Linked DNA regions of Mus musculus: regions 1, 2 and 4 are each linked to region 3. A link is a contact called in public Hi-C, HiChIP or PLAC-seq and Micro-C data. All regions are on one chromosome and are shown on one strand. The core of a region is the stretch at or near the end of the contact, and the rest is flanking DNA. Distances in the headings are between cores, read along the strand shown.

Region 1 (2,700 bases), core at 16-2,515, 310 kb before region 3:
CACTTGACCCTCCCCCTTACCCTACGTGCCCCCGCTACCGGGAGGAAGCACCATTGTTAGTTAGCAGCTCCGATCCTCCGCGCAATTCAATTCGGGTCCATCTCACCAGAGTCCACAAAAGTTTCACTTGTTTTCCAACTTGCTCAAACTTTCCCCGAGAACATTCCATTGTACTGAATGCAAACACGCTGAAGTCCTCTGGCCCCAGCTAGACTCCAGAGATTACGGGGAAACTGCTTGTGTTTTTTCCTCCCCTGTATGAATTGTAGCCAGCAGAGACTGTGGAATTGATGTATTGCGGTCTATTTTTACACAAGCAGTGAGCTGCTCCACACACGGTCTGCATAAACTCCATTCTCTCCCGGCTTCAGGCAGCTCTCCGTGGTAGAGAGATTTAACCGTTCGGTTTCTCGCCACAGAAGCAAACAGAAAGCTTTGGTCTCTTAAGGCTGGGATTTTTTTTTTTTTTTTTAACTCGCTAGCCAACCCTTTCAGCCGCACACAAGTGTTTTAAAGGAAACAGCACTGTCGTTTTGTGTTCTGTGGGAAAAGCAACCTAACTCAGACCCAGCAGGAATATTTAGGGTCTTGTAAATTCTCTGTTTAATGAACAGAGAGAGGAGGGCGGAAAAGATAAATCCTGACGAGAGTCAAAACGGACTCTCTTTTTAACACAATTCATTTTAATGTTTATCTTCATTTTCTTATAAATAGAAATGGCATTTTTCCAAGCAGGCCACTGAACACTGGAAAGACTTCAGCTCCTGATTCATATCAATATCTTAGAGCATAAATATTGCATATGAGTAGAAACAGAGCCAAAGGCACATGGAAAGAGTTTCTAACTGCTACAGATACTGATGACAGCAGCTAAGCTTTGATTTGCTCAAGGCATCTCCGAGCCACCTTAAAATAGCAAACTTATTGGAGTTAAGATAAGATGGAGATTTCCCCCTCCAAAAGCTCCCGCTGAGCCACTTTCTATGTCCCCTCCTCTCCCCTAGCCCATCCCCCCCCCCCTCCAGGAATCATTGCATCTGAGAGAAGCTCCGGTCCTGCAATACTCAGCCCCAGCTCACCTCTATGTCACTCCATACAGAGTCTTGGCTGCACATGTCCCAAGCCATCCAGCTCCCGAATGACGCCAGTCAAGCTTTTTCAACTCCAATCCACTCTGACACACAGCACACACTCATGCAGGCAACCAGCCCCTTACTGAGAGTGAACTGAAGGCACCTGTCTTACTACAGTCCCCAGTCACATGACAAAGCTATTAAAAAGTAGGCTGGGCTGTCACTCACCCAGCCTCCCTTCTCCTGTGCAAGCTTGCTGCACAAACTCCTGACGTCACTCCAAGGCAGCCCTCTGCCTCAGTGAAGTAACGCTTAGAGAGAGAGGAAAAAAAAAATAGAAGAAAGAAAAGGAAACACTTGGCCTTTGGGAGGCTTCAAGCATCACACTGTGACTGAAGCCAGCTTTGAATGCCACCAACTCTAAACCGGAGCCCTGCTCACATAATAACTCAAATCTCCTGCAATCTTTTTTTTTTAAATTTATTTTCCATCCAAAACAGGCAAATAGCAAAGATCCCCTGTTACTGACACAGTAACTACACCCTTGCCTAAAATGTGTGTGCTTTAAGAAATGGTTTCCAAGTAGCCCCAGACTCAGCTTGGAACTGAAGCAAGCGCTCCTCATGTGATACATTTTCATGAGATTCTTTTTTTTCCCTCCCTATTAGAGGAGTGTTTGAAGGCAACACCCCCGATTTTCTTTCTCTCTCTCCTTTCTTTCCTTCCTTCCTTCCTTCCTTTCTTCCTTTCTTCCTTCCTTCCTTCCTTTCTTTCTTTCTTTCTTTGTTTCTTTCTTTCTTTCTTTCTTTCTTTCTTTCTTTCTTTCTTTCTTTCTTTCTTTCCATGTTTAGTCAACAAAACCGCCACATTTGTTTAGGTCTAAACAAATTTCTCTACCCCAAATCAGCTGTCTCCTTGGCAGTAGAGAATGCAGTCTCCTAAACTGTTACTGCAGTTTGCCTTGCTCCTTGTAAAGCAAGCAAGCCACAACACCCTAGACTCTTGGGTTCCCCCTCATGATTCTTTCCGTGGATCTCATAGGCTCCCAGAAAACAAATGCTAGAAAATACAATTGCTGCTGCCATCCCTGAAACAGCTTAGCTACTCACCTGCCCCCACCCCTTATTTCTTTTCTCATATGTAGCACAGTCTTCCTCATGGCTTCAGGGTGCCTTTTTGAATAAACATTGGACTCCAACCCTAGTGCCTTGGGCTGTACAGTTTGTTTTTGAAATCAAGAATGTCCAGGGAATGAAGGAAAAACACTGAAATGGTATCAGCAGAGATACTCATTTCTTGAGCTTTGCTTACTAATACTTTTTTGTCGTTCCTGAGTCAATGAGGGGTAATGCAGGTGCCACTGTTTTTCCTGTGACATTACAGACAGAGGACATAACCAACTCTCAGCACTTTCCATAACACTTGGGTGCTCAGACTTAACCCTTCCAGGCCCAGTGAGAAATGCACAGGGGACCTTTGAAAACATATTTTCACAATACCTCAAACCCCACAGACTCAAAAACCAGCTCATTTCCTTTACTTGACAGTAATTTAGAAGAAGAAAAAAGTCCCTATGCATCTAAATATAATTTATAAAGCACCATTCATTTAAACTCCTATTCCACTG
Region 2 (2,784 bases), core at 146-2,645, 280 kb before region 3:
GCTAGATGCCAACAACAGGTTCAGTACCAGCTATTTGTAGACAGGAAATACCTGTGTGTGGAAATCAGTGTGTGGAAGGGCCAATGCTTAGAATGGCTTTGATGTCAATGGAAAAGGGCTGAGACAGTCCCAAGGTTGAATCCTCCCAGAAACGACAACATTTCAATCAAGGATTCACATTTTGCTGCCTTCTTCTATGGATCATTTTCCTAGAGATAATAACAATAACTGGAATAATGAGGAGGCTAACACCTGACACCTTTTACTGAGCATTCATTTGCCCTAGACTAAGTCTTTACAAGGCTCTTCTCATTAAATCTTTTTAATAGCCCTATGAGGAAGATATTAGTATTGTTCCACTTTATAGCAGAGTGTTAAAGAGGCCCTAAGCTCATCAAAGAAGCATTCCTACTATGGCTATGGAACACCTTTCACAAGTTTACCAGCCTCACTGTCTGTCATTCTAGCATACTTTATTTGTATGTTAGCACCTTGCACGGCTTCCAAGGATAACATCAGAATTTTCATCCAGACACCCTGCTTTATTTACTTTTATGGCTCCAAACCAGATTTGAAGTTTCTTTTCTATTCAGACTCAAAGACCATTTATTTTGTTGCACCTGGCTTCAAACACAGCAAAATCCTTCTCTGCCCCGTGAGTGACTGTGAATGCCATTTTTGATGGCACAGTCCTTGCAGGGCTGCCTATCATTGTGCTTTCCCAGATGCACTCGGGGGCAAAATATAAATAATAAATAACAGCAATTCCTGTGTTTCTTTTGCACCATCTAAGATGCCAATCATATGGTGGGGTGTAACGCCCTCTCAGCTATGACATTTAGGTACAAGGCTGAAGGGCTATTTCTTTGGCTAGGACTGCCATTCAGTTCTCTAGTATCATAAATACCAACCTTAACCCCAACAAAGGCACAACATTTTATCAGTACGAGGCAGAAGAAAAGAAAGATTTTGATACATGAACAACTATCACCACTGATTTAGAAAAAAAAAAAGTTAAAAAAAAAAACATATACCACACAAGCTTTTGAACAAAATAAATTGTGTCCCAAAGCCCACCCAAATGGGGAACCTGTGGAATTTTTCAGGATTCAAGGGACTTTTCTGCTTTTCTCCCCTTTCTCCCCTAACCAGGCTCTTAAGGGGTCAAATTCCTACGGGATCGTAATCTGAGAAGTAATGAGTTAATGTAAACTGTACAGTTCAGTCAGTGATGTCTTTGGTAATTGTCACATGGACCCTGTAATCTGTCTCATGCTGTCAGCACTGGGTTAGTCATAATAATATCACATAAGAACGTTCAAAGTGACACACTAACCAACATGAGAGTCGCATGACTCGCTGGCACGGCTACTGCCCTTCAGCTGAACTTTGGCTTAGAACGTAAGGCTCCCAGAGGCAGCCAGCACATGCCACCGCGTGGAGCATTCAGTGGCATTTTCCGTTGCTATGGCCTCTGTTGCTCCACCATCCCAGGGGAGGACAACTGAGGCTGAGTTCTGGAGAGTCACCTGCACTTCCACACCTCTGGCGCTAGCAAAGAGGGACTTGCAGCTGTGGTGGCTGCCACCTTTGGAGTGCTGGGACTCTGTGTCCCTTCCACACTTGATTAGTTTTGCAAATGTGTGTGTAGCACGTTATGCCAAGTGCCACAGCAGGGAAACTCGGACCCCCAAAGGGAGTTTGTGCTGGAAGAGGTAGGGAAAGAATGTGACTCTTGGCTAAGAGGACACAAGCCAAGGGCAGGAAAGGGGGTTGGTGAGGGAGGAAAGCAGCCACTCTGGGTGGAAGGTTACTCCACACTGCTTTGGTATATTGACTTTTCTGTATCCACCCCCCTACCACCACGTGTTTGGGGTTTTTTTTTTTAAACCTACAACATGTTTTAGATTTTTTTATTTGCAGACTCACATATTTTTAAAGAGAATCAAAGAAGTAAAGACTAGTAGAAGGAGAGTAGGAAGGTGACCCGTTCAACTTACTCACTGGTTCATTCACAAAGCAGAGAGCAGAAAGGAAGTGGAGGGCTGTCATCTGACATTGGATTTGAGAACATTTATTGGCTGTGTGCCTCTGGCGTACTTACCTAACGTCTTTTTCTAAGCTTTATCCTCTGCAGTAAAATAGAAAAATAATACTTAATTTACAAGGCTGTTAAGAAGATAAAAAGAGGCGATGCGTGCTAAGTGCCAGCAAGTGATAGGTGTGAGGATCCTGGGGAGGAATGAGGATCCTTGTTGTCAGATATACCCAGTTACAAAGCCTGGCTGCACCACTCATTAGCATGTGACCTCACCTTGCAGAGCTCCAATGTCCTAGCACAAAATGGGGAAAACAAAACACAACTGTCAGAGGTCTTAAAAGAAGTCACGGAGACCAAAGTCCCAGTGTTGGAAATAGAGAGACAATAACGACCGGTTATAATAGCATAGGCAGAAGGTAAGGAAAGAAAAAGAAGGTGATCTATTCATGCAATCAACAAATGGAAATCTCAAGCAGTACAATGCTGTACAGAATATATAAATAAGAGCTCGAGGCAGTGATCAATAGATCAAAAGATTTCGAAGGAAATCTAAGTACAGGAGAGTAGACAGCACAGGGTATCTCCACAGGGACCAAGGTCAGATCATTTGATGGGAATTTCCCTGTGTATTCTCCTTCCTATGAGGGGGGTGATACCACTCCTCTAGGCTAAAAAAATAAACAAATAAAATAAAAAAGCCCGGAGACAGGCAACAACGTTCCTAGGGCCATACAGCCAAAAAG
Region 3 (2,703 bases), core at 82-2,581:
TGGGACAGCACTGACAGACACACAGACACATCCAAAACTGTGCCTCACTAATGCCTTGCGCATTTCTTATTCTAATCAATGACATCAAAGATGAATAGTCATAACGGGAAAGCAGCCAAGCCTAAGTTGTAGGCTTCAAAGTGGGATACAGAAAGTCCACAGGGCTCCGTGCATGTGACTTTCTGAATCTTTACATTTTTAGTTCTCATGTTTTATAGTGTTCATCAGGCAGCATCAGCAGCACAAAAAATGCTTTAGTGTATTCAGAATAACACGTAGTGTGAGAATATCATAAATCTTCAGACTAGACGAAAAGCATCCTCCAACCACACATCTCATTAGACTGAATTCCCGTGGCTTCCCCCATGGCCTCTCAGATGCTATCTAAACTCCTGTGTGGCACTACCAAGGTCTTTTTTTTCAATATAACTCCAACCTTTCACATCTCCTACACTCACCCCTTGATTCTTGAGCATCATCCACACAAGGTCAAAGATTGCACTGTTTACCTAGAGTGTCCTTCAAACCTGCAGAGCCCTACATACAACCCAGTGCTAGGTTGCCTGAAACAAACGTTCATGAGTTACCTTCATAACTTAATGGAGTATGGAATACAGATATGAGTTCAAGGAGATCTAGGCTAGATCTCCAGTTTCAACTCTAATAATTGCACGGCCTCTGTTTAGCAATCCTATAGGGAGAATGGGAACTCTGATCCCCATAGGACTGTGCAAAGAATTAAATCCAATGGGGTTTTGCTCGAGTAATTCTGGTTCCCCTCAGCCTCTCCTCTCTTGGGCTTTGCCCTCGGTTTAAGGGCTTTGGATAAGTCAGAAATTGTCAGACCCAAGTGTCATCATCTAGAATGTAGTTGTGAATGTTCCCCCTACTTCACAGTGTAGGCACGAAAAATTAAATCAGAAGGATGCTGGTAACTAGCAAAGAAAAAAAAAATCAGAGGATTTATAAATATAAAACTGTTTCCTCAAACTGCCACCACACAACCTTTTACCAAGGGATTTCTGATAATTACTCCTTTGCCCAATTTGGAAAAGCAAAGGTCGACATTCAAAAAGAGAAGGTTTGGTTCAAATGAATCTGTGTGCCTTTTTATTTTCTGCTTACCCTGTTCTACCTTCTCAGCTGAGAAAGTGCTTAAATATTGCAAAATCAGGGATTTCAACAGTGGTAAATCCGGTTGATCAGCGTGGTGTGTGGGTTTTTTTTTTTTTTCCTAGAGGGAATTGATTCACAGGCTCTGAAAACACATTGCCTCACCGACTGACCACACAGCCCGGCATAGACGCTGACTACCTCCCCGGCTGGACTGACGTCAAATCGCAGGGCACATGGCCTCCGAGCACTTCGAGATCAGCACAAATCCTACCACCCACGTATGACCTGGGATTCGTGCTTGATCATCTACAATTCCAAGTGTGTATTTTTAAACTTTTGAAAATGAAGTGTGTTCATATAAGCACTCTCCAGAAAGGTCAAAAGCAAGCAGGAGCCAGGGCGCGCGCTCTTGGAGGGGCTCGGGCTCTTGGCGCCTTGCCCAGTAGGAGCCTAGGCGATGCAGAAAGCTCAACCCCCAACCTAGATTTTACTGGCATTTTCTGACTTTCTCCCCACACTTTCCCTACTAGAGTTAATAACAATAATAGCTCACCGTTTTAAGGCACTTGAGTTTTTTAAAGGAGTAATGAATATGATCGCCTCGGTTCTTTAAACCGCAATTGCTTACTTATGTCAGCATACGATGCTATTCTCTTTACAGGCTCCTGCAGGCTCCTCTTCTTGGCACCCCTAGTGCTTGCCTGGCATGCGCACGGCCCACAGTAGGTACTCAATTTTCATTCTTTTTTTTAAAGCTAACAGCTATAGCAGTAAGTAACTAGCTCTGGGTGAGGAGAACACTGAAATCAGGGACCTTACGCTGTGTATCCAAACCTGTTTTATTTTCTATGTATACGCACATATGTGTATGCAGGTACATGTGGAAGCCAGAGCTCGACAATAGGTGCCTTTCTTGATTAATCTCCACTTTATTATTTGTTTCCTCTGAGGATGACTTTGGACTCATGATTCTCCAACCTCTGCCTCTGCCATGCTGCAGTTGTAGCTACGCATATGGTGCTGGATATCAAACCCAAATCTTCATGCGTGCTGGTCAAGCACACTACCATCTGAGCTACGGCCTTAGCTCCTCCAAATTGGCTTTGGAGACAGAGTCTCTCATTGAACTTGGTTAGATTAGCAGGTTAACAAGACCAAGGGATCTTCCTGACTTTGCCTCCTCAGCTTTGGTATTACAGGTACGTGCTGTTATACCCAGACTTTTTCTCATGGGTACTAGAGATCCAGGCTTGGGTCTTTATACTTGTAGCATCAAGTAGCAAGCACTTTACCAAACTCGCCATCTCCCTATCCCATGCTTTTCTAAATTATAGAGAAAGCCAGCACTTAAGTCTTCTGCTCTACCAGAGACTCTAACTTAAAAGGCAGTCGTTACCTACGGAAGGCAAATAGAAAGAAGGCTGACTGTCACTCCCCTGAGCACAGCTAGAGAAGGTGTTGCCAAGATTCAAGAAGCAGGAGATGAACCCTCATAGGGAGTTCATATCCACCCCCTTCCTTTATGGCTTAGGCATATTTTGTTCTGTGGAGCTGATATAAATGCCCTGCTGTTCATATATGGTTGAA
Region 4 (2,807 bases), core at 95-2,594, 480 kb before region 3:
CTATATGCATATAACTACATATATAAACATGTATGTACCATTGAAAATAATTGTTGTCCTTTGTATTTTGTAGCACACTATGATATGTTCTAATGTGTAATAGAGTACGGTATTTTTTGAATGGTCACTATGAAAGGCAACCATCTGGGATCATATTTGACTGTAGATAGTTAATAGTTATATGAATTTGGCTGGGCTATTTTACATATAATAATAGCAATAATCTCATAAAGATCAAATGAGAATTAAATTAATATCATAGAGAAATAATTGGCTTAGAAGACTGCCCAATAATTTTAATTCTTCTTTTCTGTTCAGTACTTAGCACAATGTGAGACAAAGCTTGAGCAACTTTATAATAACCAACACGAAAAGTACTAAAAATATTGGCTATTTATGGTGTTATGTACACTCCCTATGCTCACTAAGCAGAGGAAGATGCAATTAAACGTTATACAAAAGAATAAAAATCTTAGGCAATATTTAAGTACATGTGTATAAAAGAGGACTATTTTTTACATTGAAATCATAACTCTAGTCATATTTTCTTGTAATTTAATATAAAATAGTATGATATATGTATCCTTGGTTCTCTTACTTTAGATGATTCTTCTATGAGATTGTGAACCTTCTTAAGGCTGAGACTGTATCTATTAATCTGCCACTGTGTTTTCTTGGCCTGGAGCCATGTCGACTGCATAGAAGTCACTCAAATTACTTCTTACTGAATGAAGAAACAAATGAATGGACTAGAATTATCAGTTTATTTGTATTCATATGTCGGAGTCATTTTTCAATTTGGTAGAAAGCAGTCTCAAGGACTATTGGCTGTCAGTGAATTGAACAAATCTCTCCCCCAAAGATCTACCTCATTTTTAAAAGTCAAATTGGGCAGCCACACAATCTATACTTATTGAGAGCTCACTCTGTACTCCCCGAAGTCCAAAAGCAAAGGGCCGGATGGAGAGATATTTGCCGTCATCAGAGGCACGTGGCAACCTGTCAGAAACCAAAGTACTGTGATGAGAAAGGCCCTAGTATGAGTTTGAGGTCTAAAGGGACAGGTGGGAGTGGCTAGCCCAGGACCCCTCTTTCACCCTCCATTTGAAGGAAGGAGAGAAGATGACTGATATTATGTCACTGAAAACTTTTAACAGCTGCTGGACTGATCAGTTTGTATTTTGTTTTGTTTTTTACTCTTCCCTGTTGATTTGGGCAGCCATACAGAGAGCTGGCAGAAGAGAAGGGCTGAAGTCCGAGAGGGAAACACCAAGGATATAATGACACACTCTTTCCGGCTGATCTTTCCAGCCTCTCTTCATGCCCAGTGGACCTTGGACCTGCACCATGGCATTTCCGTTTCCCACAAAGACTGACTCCTCCCTAGTCCAAGTCCCGAAAGCTGTGCCTCAGAGCAGAGCTGTCCAGATTCATCGCTACAGGGAAGATGGTAGGAGGAGCAAGGCTTGAGATGGGTCGTCCAGCTGTGGATTCTGGCAGAAGACACCCTCTCATCCAGCACTCTCCAGAGCAAAGCCGTGGACGAGCAAGTCCAAAGACCCAATCCTGTTCTAGTAACTTTTAAACCTTCTGGGAGAAAATTATTAAAGCATTTGAGGCACAAAACTTGGCTCCTCATTTTTCTGTGAACCCCTGCCTTCTGTATATAATAGGTAAATGTGGGTTTTTTGCAGTTATCATAATAAAGCAAGTGAAAAAATCCTTGGAAACTGACAGTCCCAGCTATGTCATTTCCTGAACTGTGTTTCTGTACAGCTAAGACCATGTGTTAGCTCCTATTTGAAATTCTTACCTCTCTCTTCAGTGTTTGAGCTTCCCTGAGCAGAGCAGAAAGCAATGCACAATGCCCACATGCATTCAGAAGGAGGCACAAGGAAATTAGCTGTTCGTTACACTCTTCAAATCCCTCTAATGTTCTCACTTAATTGACCCAAGGCTTCTTCTTTGGTGAGATCTGGTTAATATTAATCTTTATACTAAAGATTATACTAAAGGTAGTCCTAGTTGTGTCTAAAAAATTACCAAAAGACATAAACTAGAAGTAAAATTTTAAAAAATCTGGTACAGTGTGAGGGGGTTGACACTCATATTGACACAGTGAGGTTAAAAGTCACGAAGTAACAACTGAAAAAGGACACAATCCTTGACCAGTCTTACATTGGTTGAAACTGGGATGGGTACTAACCACATGTCCTGAAGGAAATAATTTAATATTTATAATCCACAGAGTTAAAATGTAGATATGATTTATATGGCTGTAAGAATTATATGATACAAGGTTTGTAGTATTTAGCACAGCTCTTCAAGTACAAAATATTGTTAAATATCACATTTAATATTTCCCCCTTCTAAACTGGATATTAGAAGCCTAATTTGGATGCAGCCATTTCCTTCGTAACCACTATGCCTTCATAAGATATTTCTTAAAGCATTTTAATTCCACACTGCTTCATTGAACACTAATATTCCCCACTCTTTTTAATCATGAGCCATTTTGGTTTCTGAAGAATTGATCATTTCTGTCATTGAATCCAAGAAAGACTCAATTCCTAAAATAGTAGCTTTCTGTCTTGAAGAAGAAGAAGAAGAAAAAAAAACTCTATCAACAATTATTACCAATGTGGCAAAACCCACTCTTCCTAGACCTCTAGAGGGCAAGATCACTATAATCTGTTCGTAAATTTTATCTGACTTGTAATTCCAATTTATCTAGAATTATGAAATGTCCCTTCAAATTAAGTAAACCACATAAGCACTTGCCCTATCTACAGGGCGGCAATATATCC

The links. A called contact is a pair of places that touch in the nucleus more often than the background predicts. HiChIP or PLAC-seq counts read pairs in DNA pulled down with a chosen protein or histone mark.
Region 1: a contact with region 3 is called in an H3K27ac HiChIP or PLAC-seq map of hepatocytes, with 6 times the contacts expected there. The contact joins the promoter of Ppargc1a here to the enhancer-like site in region 3. A contact is called at or near these places in 3 of 484 Hi-C or Micro-C datasets (brown adipocytes, liver and myocytes) and 3 of 115 datasets of contacts at active chromatin or transcription factors (cardiomyocytes, hepatocytes and neural progenitor cells).
Region 2: a contact with region 3 is called in a Micro-C map of brown adipocytes, with 2.9 times the contacts expected there. The contact joins two enhancer-like sites. A contact is called at or near these places in 4 of 484 Hi-C or Micro-C datasets (the C2C12 cell line, the G1E-ER4 cell line, brown adipocytes and 1 more).
Region 4: a contact with region 3 is called in a Hi-C map of liver, with 2.5 times the contacts expected there. The contact joins two enhancer-like sites. A contact is called at or near these places in 2 of 484 Hi-C or Micro-C datasets (both in liver).

The regions. Positions count from the first base shown.
Region 1 is chr5:51,552,656-51,555,355 of GRCm38.p6, forward strand. It overlaps Ppargc1a (peroxisome proliferative activated receptor, gamma, coactivator 1 alpha), which reads right to left and starts at 1,266. Exons shown (of 13, transcript NM_008904.2): 1 at 1,080-1,266. The coding sequence starts at 1,127.
Region 2 is chr5:51,590,311-51,593,094 of GRCm38.p6, forward strand. It overlaps a transcript of Ppargc1a not described here. Among named protein-coding and RNA genes, the nearest start is that of Ppargc1a, 38 kb to the left of the region's middle. Within about 2 kb of position 1,396, at least 35 of the 459 cell types and tissues checked have an H3K27ac peak or open chromatin away from gene starts, as enhancers often do. A contact at or near this core is called in brown adipocytes and liver, where this site is marked.
Region 3 is chr5:51,867,095-51,869,797 of GRCm38.p6, forward strand. It overlaps a transcript of Ppargc1a not described here. Among named protein-coding and RNA genes, the nearest start is that of Gm40302, 260 kb to the right of the region's middle. Within about 2 kb of position 1,332, at least 25 of the 459 cell types and tissues checked have an H3K27ac peak or open chromatin away from gene starts, as enhancers often do. A contact at or near this core is called in brown adipocytes, hepatocytes and liver, where this site is marked.
Region 4 is chr5:51,390,122-51,392,928 of GRCm38.p6, forward strand. No RefSeq gene overlaps it. Among named protein-coding and RNA genes, the nearest start is that of Gm29924, 100 kb to the left of the region's middle. Within about 2 kb of position 1,345, at least 23 of the 459 cell types and tissues checked have an H3K27ac peak or open chromatin away from gene starts, as enhancers often do. A contact at or near this core is called in liver, where this site is marked.